Linked DNA regions of Gossypium hirsutum: region 1 is linked to region 2. Evidence: chromatin contacts called from public Hi-C data. All regions are on one chromosome and are shown on one strand. Each heading gives the region's core, a stretch centred on a gene start, on an enhancer-like site or on the middle of the called end of the contact. The rest is flanking DNA. Distances are from core to core; before and after follow the strand shown.

Evidence for each region. Hi-C and Micro-C count contacts between places; a contact is called where the count stands out from the background.
Region 1: a contact with region 2 is called in a Hi-C map of leaf, with 1.8 times the contacts expected there. The contact joins the enhancer-like site here to the promoter of LOC107957416 in region 2. A contact is called at or near these places in 5 of 34 Hi-C or Micro-C datasets (cotyledon, hypocotyl and leaf).

The regions. Positions count from the first base shown.
Region 1 is chrA05:37,647,397-37,653,286 of Gossypium_hirsutum_v2.1, forward strand. No RefSeq gene overlaps it. Among protein-coding and RNA genes, the nearest start is that of LOC107957415, 16 kb to the left of the region's middle. Within about 2 kb of position 2,260, at least 6 of the 9 cell types and tissues checked have an H3K27ac peak or open chromatin away from gene starts, as enhancers often do. A contact at or near this core is called in cotyledon and leaf, where this site is marked.
Region 2 is chrA05:37,604,498-37,610,251 of Gossypium_hirsutum_v2.1, forward strand. LOC107957416 reads left to right here and starts at 4,060. Exons shown (of 2, transcript XM_016892934.2): 1 at 4,060-4,765; 2 at 5,076-5,427. The coding sequence starts at 4,512. The coding sequence ends at 5,208. It overlaps LOC107957417 (SHUGOSHIN 2), which reads right to left and starts at 1,042. Exons shown (of 10, transcript XM_016892935.2): 1 at 915-1,042; 2 at 1-82. The coding sequence starts at 59.

The sequences.
Region 1 (5,890 bases), core at 1,010-3,509, 41 kb after region 2:
GGTCCAAAGTGTCGAGCAAAAATCAACAAAAGAATCGAGTATTCACCAAACTGGAGAGGAGGACAACTAAACCATCCCTAAAATCACTTGTAAAACTAAGGTTACATGCATAAGCAAGACTAAAAAATGTGCTACAAGAGCGGACAAAAACTTCTAAACTAAAAACTTATTAAACAATAGAAAAACAAATAAAAAACATATAAAACTTAAAAGCAACACAGGTCTAAATTGACTTGTGAAATCATTTATTATTCTGAAATACTCTCAAAATAAAAACATATTAAGAAGCTGGCGAAGAGCCACTCACTTTCTAAGAAAAATTACTGGTGGCCGGTGAAGTTTTAGCAAACGAAAGGCGCCATTATTTGTCCACCACAACTTGTGAAGACAACAAAGATTCCTACAAAATAGATCTACAAACTGAAAAGAGAGAAGACGTGGAGTGAATGAGAAAAAGAAAGAAAGAAACAGGTTGGTGGAAGGGAGAAAAAGACGGGTGATAGCCAACCCGGAGGTTGGCACCACCGCTGGGCAAAACAAAAGATAAGAAGCAAATGACTTGGAGAAAAAAGAGAAAAAAAGTATATATTAAATTCTTATATTTAATGCACTTAAATTCTCAACGAATAATCTTATCTAAATTATTTATTTCGAATTTAGATTTAGATTTATCTTTTTGTTGTGCATGCAATTAAGGTGTGTTCGGTTAACCAAATATGACGTTATATATCATAATCTCACATTTTGGAATAAGCATACATTGTTTGGATTCTTATCATTCCAACTATGTTGTAATCTCACATGCTCAAAATAATGTCAATGTCGAAATATAGGAAATAATCCCAAAACTACCCATTTTAGGTTCTCTTAGATAAAAAGTGTAATCTTAAATTTTGGACCAATATACTTTTTTTTTTATTTCAATAAGTTTTGTCCTTTTTTTTTCCAAAATAAAAGTTAAAAGCCTAATTAAAAACAAAATCTCTCTATTTTTTTAACAGTAAAAAAAGTGGATGTTATACTTTCAAATTATCATTATTATATTTACTCTAAGATCTATTTATTAGTATATTAATTATGGTGGGTGATATAATTATTATCATGAATAATTATAATTTATAAATGGTAAAATTATCATAAAATCTCATGTATTATATCTTAGATTACATTTTAGTTCCTCTATTAAAAAATTCAAGTCCTAATGATCCGAATTTGAGAAAGCTCGAGCCCAAAACAGATACAAGCCCAAGAAAGTCCAAGATCGACAAAACTTGAGCCCAAGAAAGCTCGAGCTTGTAATAGATCCAAGCTTGTAATTGAACATCTGTAATAGACATTAATAATTAATATAATTTTATGATATTACTTAAAATAAAAATAAAAGATAATTTTTTATTTTTTGAAAATGTATTATAAGCATTTCATTTATATGAAAATTTTATTAATAGGAAGAGTAATTAATAATAATTTCTTATGTTAAATTATAAAGTAATAAATTTTTAAAAACATTAATTTAATATAAAATATTTTAATACTATAAGTATATATATGTATAATAAATATATATTATTAATAGTTATTAAAATCTATAAAATAAAATTTTAATAAAAATAGAATAATATACTATAACTATTACTGAAACCGAAACTCATTACTTGATTTGACCTTAAACTGATATACTAAATTAGTATATTATTAATACATAAAATAATTATATAATATATAATTATCACAAAAATATTAATAAATATATAACTAGTATTATAATATAAATTATAATAGAAGATATAATATTCAACGATATTATAATGTTTAATTATTTATGCATATATATAAACTATTAATATATTGAATACTATATGATATAATATAGCAAGAAGCTAACTTTTAAAAATACAAAAAATATAAAAATTTAGAATATATTCCAACTGGTATAATAATAAATAATAATATACAATAATAATTAATGTATTGTATATCACTCTATTATTATTATTATTATTATTATTATTGCAACAATTGCGGCATTTTTTGAGAATGACTGGGAAAAACAGACAAACGAAGCTGAGAATGGGTGGGTAGGAGGAACCCAGCGGCAAGCGACGAGTAGTGATGGCTTTGACCGTCGACGGCGAGTGGCTAGGGATTGTAAATTTTTTTGATTTGGTGTTTTGGGCAAAGAAGAAAAGAAGGTCGGGTAAAAGTAGGGAACAATCGCAACGTTTGGTTCAGAAATCAGAATACCGTTGTATGACACGATATCGCGAAACGCCGTTAGAATGCTCTTAATTTGCAGCGCTAAAGTCAGAACTCCGCAGTATGTTACCTGCTTTTAATAAATAAAAAATCAATTAGAAAACTTTTATCTTCAAGAGTATTTCACGGCGTCATTTAATTACCACCGCGAATATGCTACTAAGCGATTAGAGACAAAACGCCACGATATGTTCTTTTAATAAATAAAAAAATTAAACTAATATATAATTTTAATAAATAAAATTTAAAAAATATTTATTTTAAAGATTCGCGATGTTTCCATGCTATCGCCACTAATTTCTAAAGAAATTGTGGTGCTTCCAAGCTATCACCACTCATTTCTGATACGTATAGCGGCGTCCGCTTAAATTCGCCACTATTTGTGGAGCTACAGAGGCATTCCGGAGTTCAACCGCCGCAAAACCTATGGCGCTAATATTTTCCCACGGTGTGAGAAAAGACAGTGGCGTTTCTTACAATGTACGTCTCGAATGGTCAAGCGGGGCGACGTTTTCACCTGCAAACTCCGCTAGCCTTTGCCGCCATATGCACATTCTGTTATAGTGTATATTATAGATTATAATAAAAGATATAGTATCAATAATTATGTGTAATTTAGTATATTAATGTACATATTTATAATTATAATTAGTTATACATAAAATATTATTAAAAAAATAATATCTTAATAAAATATTATTTTTATTAAATTAGATTTTAAATTGGGCTTTAACTTTTACAAATTGTATTTGAGTCTCTGATTTAATTTTTTTTTTAATTTTAGACTTGAAATTTGGACTAAAATTTATTTATTTTGAGTTTAGATAATAATGAGTATATTATTTGGGTTTGGGTTTAGTATTATATATTTGAGTTTTGGAATAAATATTTTAGAATATGAGTATTAGGTTTGTAAATTTAATAAAAAAGATAAATAGTAATTTAATTGTCAATATAATATAATAATGAGCAATAAAATATATTTTCGTTAATTTATATAATATCATAGAATTATAAATTTTACATACAATAAGCACTTTAATTATTTTATATAAAAGAACTTTATTAAATATATATAATTTATACTTTTTATAAAACAAATTTAAATTGTATTGTCATCACATAAAAATAAAATGAATTATTACATTAAAATTAAAATATTTATAACTTATATAATTTAAAATTATTTGAAGCAATTAGAGCCTGTTGGCTTGGTCCGAGCTCAAATCTGAAAAAAAATCTAAATTTGAAAGGGCCTAAGCCCGTAATAGATTTGAGCCTGAGAAAATTCGATCTCAAATCCGAAAAAATGCAGTCCAAAAGGGCCCATTCCAAGCCCACCCAAACCTGTCCATTTGCTAGCTCGACGAGTGAGCAAAACTACCACTCCATTAAAATTTGGTCTTTATATATAATGTATAATAATAAATTTAGTCCTTAACTTTTACATATTTATTCAATTTGACCCCTATTTTCTTATTGGAAGTAAATTAGAAAATTTTGAAATTAATAATGTTAAAGGGCCAAAAAGGCTTAAGTGACAAATTAAAAAAACAGCAACAATTAAACCTTTTTAAAAATGGAAATTTATTAAAAAATCATAAAAATTGCAAACAAAAGTTAATATTAAAAAACAACAATACCAACCCATTAAATTTAATGGTTATAAGATTTTTAAAAAATTGATCCCTACTTTATTAAGTTAATATTATTTACCTTTTAACCCTAAACCCTAATTATGTTATATTTCCTAAAAGAATCCATTCAATTAAAAGATAGTTGAATTCTATAAATTTGATATGTTTATATATTTTTAACATGTTATAAATTATAATATATATTTTAAGTATCTTATAATTTATCATCATATAAAATTTCTTTGTAAATAATTGGTATTAAATAAAATTTCAACACATTAACGTAACTTTGATTTAATTTTTTCCAACCTTTGATGCATAAGAGAAAAGAAGCTTTAACTATGGTAAGTGGATGATTAAATATCTGGGCTCCAATACCATCATAGCATCTGAAATGGCTGCGCCTCTGAGCTTCTGAGCCTTGCTTTTGACAATTTTTCCTATGATAAAAACTATATAATTATTAGGAAACCAGATATTTAATTATTAATAAATTTATATTTTGTTAATTCTATATTAAAAAAATTATAAATTAATTATTAAATTATTTGAAAACTTTCATTTAAAATCATTAAATTATTAAATTATAACATTTAATTTTTTTTAAAAAAAAGTTTAAAATATCTTACCCAGAACTTGATTTGGCCCAGCATAAGTTGTCGCAGGATTTATGAAAATCCAGATACAAAACGTGATCGCAGACAGTATAGCTTAGTTAGGCATATGCGAATTTGTTTATAGAATGTGTTTTTGTGCATAGGATATACTCAACATATGAAGTGACAAAAAAAAAGTTAATTAGGGGACATATTCTTTCATTTTTATCATAACCCAATGTGTTCCTTTTAACTAATGAGTAAATGATGGAATTAAAGATAAATTTTAACACAAGATTTAGTGAAGAGAATATAAATATTTAAAAACTAAGTTGAGCTTTTTTTTTTAAAAAAATCGAAATCAGAACTAAATTAGTATAATACTTGGTAGATTTATTAGCGGATTGTATTGAAAAAGAATCTGGATACTGAATTTAATAGGCTTAACTATTACTAGTTTTATGGCACAACTGGTTGTGTGTGAACAAAAAAAAATTTGGTAAAAAATATTTTTTAGATAATACAAAGTAAGGTTTTGGTTGAAATAATTAATGCTAGGAAAAAAAAGATGTTATTAAAAATTGGTGTCTGAGTTGGTAGACATTTTTTCAAGTAGTTAATGAGAAAATAGAAAAAAAATATACAAAACACAAGAAGATAATTACGCAGTTCGATTTTTTTATGTTCGCAGAGCCTAGCTCAGTGAGGTGTATACACTCTCTTCAATAATTACAAGGTAAATCTACTCAATCACACATACTGTGATTGTTTCTTTCACCATTACACTTGGAAGATACATTACTCTCACCACTATTAATACCCCTTGTAATCACAACAACATATTTTACTTTAAAAATAACACTCTTATAAAAGTATTCTCTCAAGAACACATTAAGTGTCAAACATTCGGTATATTTACTTAGGCAAGTCTCTCAAATATATAGACATTGATTTCGAGATTTGCTTACTGTCAAAACCATTTTTTTTTGAAAAAACGGGGATCGACTTCATATTTTATAAAGAAAACGAAAATTGGGAGTCGCCACCAATCTTTTTTTGTTTAGGTGTGATCGGATCACCAAGAAGTTTGGTCATTTTAATAAAACATTTTAGTTTACCAAAACAACGATTTTGGCCTACAAAAGTTGAGAAAACGAGTTCGGGGGTCGGTTACGTGCGAGGAAGGGTTAGCACCCTCGTCACGCCCAAAATTGGTACCTAATCGATTAATTAAAGTCCTAATGTTGAAAGTTAAAAAATAATAATTTTAAAACAAATTTTTAAATACGATCCATTTTTTATGCATGTTTAGATAACTTGAAGTGAATATTGAGATTCTCTTATTTCGAAGAAATAAAACATCACATCCAGCACGTAGGACACAACATTTCAAACCTTTGA
Region 2 (5,754 bases), core at 2,810-5,309:
TTGGTTATGTCACTGAGCCCCTTCCTTGGTGCATTACAGATAAAGGATCCGTTTTCCATAGACTTCCCTTTCAGTTCATTACCTAAAATTCAAACATAATAGACAATTAAAAAACCCAATCTTGTGTTACTCAAACTTTTCATTTTTATTGAGGTATCCATTTCCAAACATAGATGTTGATAACCTTCCAGGTGTCCTCCAAAAAACTTAGAAAAATCGAACTTTATCATGTCACTAATACCCATATCCAACATTCACACACAGACTGTAAGTAAGACCAAATGCTTCATTTGCAAATGAAAAACAAAAAAATCCTAATATCTAAACCAACTCAGAGAATATCAAACTAAACAGGTGTACTACTAGCAAGTTAAATTTCACCTTTCCAGCATTTCTCAAACATCTAAATAAACTAATTAAGATATTCAAATCTCACAACCAATTTTCCTAGACCTAATGCTAAAATGAAATTCACAGAAAACAAAATTCTTAACCTCTAAACCAACTCAAAGAAATCAAAGTTAACAGCAGCATTAATAGTAAATTGCATTTCACTTTTCCATCATTTCTCAAGCAGCCAAATAAACTGATTAAAGAGATCCTAATCTCACTACCAATTTATAAAACCGAAAGGTAAAATGTAATTTTCTTTTTAATCAGTAATCAGTTTTATTATATGCAGATAAATTACATTCTAGAATTAGGGTTCCTTCCTCGATCTTATTCACGAAAACATACGATTCCCCATCCAAATCTTCCAATATTTAAATTAGAAAACTTGAAAGAAAGAATCGATGAAATCAGCAATCGGGGGAGAAAGCAATAATGCTTGAAAAAAAAGGTTCAATAAATTTATTTTTACTTTTAAAAATAATCCAACAAAATTGAGGGGAAAATTCAAGAAATCGAGTTACCTGAAACGACGCTGGTTTCTGCGTCGAGAAAACGTAAACAAATTCCGTACTTCCTCTTTCGATTATGGGAGGGAAAGTTGGAAATCAAATATAAAGGATAAAATTGTAAATTAAAATTTGAATTGGACATTTGTAAAAAGAAACCTGTTTTTTTGGTAAAGTACAGAAATGGTCGCTTAAGTATTGCTCGTGTTTTATTCTGGTCACTGAACTTCTAATTTTTTTTAATTTAGTCACTAAATTATTCGAAATTAAATTTTTAATCGAGTTTGCAATTTGACGGAAGTGTTGACATGACTTTTTGTCTAATAACAAATTTAGCCCTCTAACGTTTATACATTCTATCAATTTAATCCTAAATAGAAAAAATTCAACTAATTTAGCCCTCAATGTTTACAAAATTTAAATTTTAGTTCAAATTCTAAAAAGTTCAATAAATTTGGCCCTAAAAATTTACAAAATGACCAATTTTAATTTTTATAATTTTTGTAAAGTTAAAAAACTCCAATACCAAATCTCTATTTCTCCAACCTTCATCAGTAATAACATGTCGCTTCTCTAAAAACTTAACAACCAATACCCTAATCCCTGATCTATTCTTTGCTTCTTCTTTAGGCTTTTCTCCTCTATCCCAACTCATTCGACCTGACAAGCCCACATTAACTGACTACCACAGACAAGTTCACAAAGTCGACCGAAATGGATATATGATGACAATAGGCTGCCTCCTCAATAAGCATGTGAAAGATGGCTGCTTCAACACCATCAAAACCTTTAGCTTCATCACTAATACAAAATCCTTTCTCTTGATCTTCGACCCTTTGATCCAAACCTTATATTGTTTAGACAAAGGACTCATGCGCAAACACAAGTTCGATTTGCTCATCGCACGTCTTTGCAAGGTCAAAAGGATCGAGGAGTCGTTGCATGTAGTTCAAACTATGATGGGAAACAGTAGGTTGAACCCTGCCACCTTTCATTTAATTATGAACATGTTAACGAAGAAGAGGATGAAGGAGGCGAGGTTGGTGGCGGATCTGATGAGAGTTATTGGATGTGACAACATGTAAAATTTTTTAATTGATGACATACTATTAGGAGTGTAAGTTGATATAGGTGAGCACAATGGAGAAATAAAGGTTACAAAAATTTTAAAAATAAAAAACTGTCATTTTGTAAAGGATGAGGACTAAATTTGTTGAATTTTTTTTATATTTAAGATTAAATTAATAGAATATGTAAACATTAGAAGCTAAATTTAGCATTAGACCTGTCGAAACCATTTTTTTTTTGAAAATGGGAATCGACCTTGTTTAAAAATGAAAATTAAAACGGGAGTCGCCACCGATCTTTATTAGGTGTGATCGGATCACCTTTGTTTTAATAAAACATTTTAGTTTATTAAAACGGGGTTTTTTTGTCTACGAATCTCGAGAGAATGGGTTCGGGAGTCGGTTACGTGCGAGGAAGGATTAGCACCCTCGTCACGCCCAAAGATTGGTACCGAATTGATTAGTTAGTGTCTTAATGTCGAAAGTTGAAAATCAAGAATAGATTTAAAATACGATCCCTTTTTATTAGCATCGATTTTAAAATTTTTGGATTAGCTCAAAACAATTGTTAAACATTTCCTTGTTTCGAGATATCGGAGTATCACATCCCGTAAGTTAGGACACAATACCATGAACTTCCCGAGCGCAAGGTTGTCTTTAATTTTAATTGGAATTCTGTGTATTTTAAAACTCAAAAGGGTATTTGGCTATTTAGAATCAATCGAGAAAACCGAAACCCCGTAAGTTAGGGCACAATTCCTCGACGCTCCAAAATGCAAAACATTGCCTTATTTTGAAATTTTTGTTTTTGAATAGTAGCGAATACGATATTTAAATAACGTGCATTATTCGTTTAGGTTAAAACGATTTATTAGATAAATGTAGCGAGGCTTAATTCATGAGGCGATGATATGAAATAAGAGTATAGTGCGACATGGAACGATGATACATGAATAAAGATATTACACAAGCGAATGACAATAATATGAAAGTACAAATAAACGAATCATAGTACATGCAATGGCAATAATCTCACGATACGCATCATTTATATACTAACATTAATAATCAAAGACCAATGAATTAAATAATATATAACGATTTAAAAGGTTATAAAGCAAATTAAAATAAACAAAGTGTAAAATAAATTTTAAAATGATAACAAATGAATTTAAAATAAATAATGTGAAAAAGAAATTTAATATCAACAATGTTCAAAATAATTTAAAAATAGAGTACATGTAAAAGAAATTTTAAAATAGTTAATATACAAGACATCAAAGAAATGACTAGTATATATATAATAAAAAAATAGATATAACAATTTGAAATTGATAATATATAAAAAAATTTAAAGTAAATAATAAAACAATTTAAAATGAATAATACATGAAGCGAGTTTAAAATAAATAATGTAAAAGAATTTTAAAATCTATATTATACAAAGCAAATTTTTTTTAAAAAAGGAATTCACATGAGTAATTTTAAAATAGATAATATATATATATATACATACGAAAGTATGAAACAATGTATATAAAAAAATTAAAGTAAATTATAATAACAAAACATTTTTAAATAAATAAATAGGTTTCGAAATAAGGTATGAAAACAATTTTAAAATAAACAATATATATAGGTCAATTTAAAAAATATATATATATACATAGAGATAAAAAAACTTGAAATAAGAGGGAGCTTAAAGAAAATAATAATAATAATAATAATAATAATAGAAATATACAAAACCATCATTTTTTTTAATAATATGTATAAAAACAATTGGAAATAAACTATATAAATGATATGTGAAAAGTATCAAAAACGTATAATATAACAAAATAGCTTAGTACACTCAATGTATATAAAAAAACAATTTAAAATGGATAATAATACAATTTTAAATAATCAATATTAAAACAAGTTAAAATAAAGCATGTACATAAATAATCTAATAACAAACCGCATGCAGAATATTTGAAACAGCACATAATAAGACATTTTAAAACAGATAAATAACAAAAGAAATAAAGGGATTTAGGACGTGATTGAAAATGGACCAAAATTCAGGGTAGCGATTGCAAATAAAAAAAGAAGGCCACTGGGGACTAAATCAAAACACGCTTAGATTCGAGAGGACCAAATGAGGGAGTGTTCCAAGTCTAATGCGCTGCGTTTCACTTGTCCAGGCCAGGGATCAAATCAGAAATGAAAGAAAATAATAGGGCAAGATTTTAAAAAATAAAAATGCAAAGCGGGACTAAATCAAATGGCGTAGGAAAGAAGGAGGGATCATAACCGCAAATAGCCATTTCGGCCTCAAAAACACGCGGGTCTCTCTTCCAATCGGGTCGGGCCGCGGGTTCCCCCTAAAAGGCATCGTTTTAAGGCCTGGGGGGGTTAATGAAACTATGCCGTTTCATCAATATTATTTAAACCAAAAAACCTTTTTTTTTTTCATTTTTCAGACTTCATTTAAAAAAAACAGAGAGCTTCTTGCTTTCTCTCCCTCCCATTTTCCTCTTAGCCTCCCCCATGGCCGACCATGGGCTCATCGGGGGCGTCTCCTCGCCCATGCCTCGAACGGCAGTCGGTGTTGAGTGAAACGGGCCCTTTTGGTCCTCTTCCGAACTGGTTCGAAGGCGGAGCCTTCATAGCCCATCGCGACGGAAGAGAAAAGGGAAAACCCCCTTTTTGGTTCGTTGTTCCCTTCCACGGCCATTGGCTGAACCCCCAGGGGTTCAACGACCTTCAAATCGGCGAGGGAACGCCGGAGCACCCCCAAACAGTGAATCGGAGGTACGTCTTTACAATTGTTATCTTTGTATTATTATTTCATATGTAAAAAGAAATGAAAAGAAAAAAAAACAAAACAAAGTAAAATACAAAGATTAGAAACTGAAACGCAAGCAATAAAATCACCTTCGAAGAATTTCTATTTCTTTTTGATTAATCTTGTTTTGTAAGTGTCTGTAACCGATTACAAAGAAAAGATCTTGGCTTTTAAAGCCAATCTACCAACTGTTGGTTTTATGATTTTTGTTCTTTTGCTCTTTATTTCTTTGTCAATCGCGTGCATTTTTGCTGTTGTATCTTGATTCTGTTGCAGGTGTCATACGACGCGTGGAAAAGGCGATGGTCAGGGCGTGGTGGCCGAAGGGAGGCCAAGAGTTCGGCAGCAGCATGCCTGGAGGGCTAGGGCTGCTGCTGTTTTCTCTTCTTTGCAAAGGGCTAGGGTTTAGTTTGTTTGGGCTGATTTGGGCTAAAATTTGGGTAGTGGGCTTGGTTTTAATTTTGGATCTGAAATGGGTTTTAAAATGTTGGGCCACACATATTGTAAATGGACTAAAAAAATGGACTTTTTAATTATTTGGTGGGTTTATTTTGGTTTTATTGGTTTGGGCCAAAATTGGCTATTACAAGACCAATAAAAAAAACTCCACATTAGCACTTTCGTCAAATTTTAAATGGTTGTTAATGTTTTGTAAAAAACCAAAAAAATTGTTTTCGAATAGTTTAGTGACTAAATCGGAAAATTTAAAAAGCTAGTGTTTGTTTTTTTATTTTTGGTTTAAAAAATGACTAAAAAACATGTGTTCACAAAGCTTGTTTCAGATCCAAATATGAGCTTCTCTATTCCTTTTCATTGTATAAGAACATCTTTGGGTTCTTTTACACATTTTGAACTTTTCTTTTTCTACCTAAAACTGACCAATCTTCTTCAATGAAACAATAATTCACCAGTTTATCATAAATAATGAAATACAATAAATGGAAGTTATTTATTT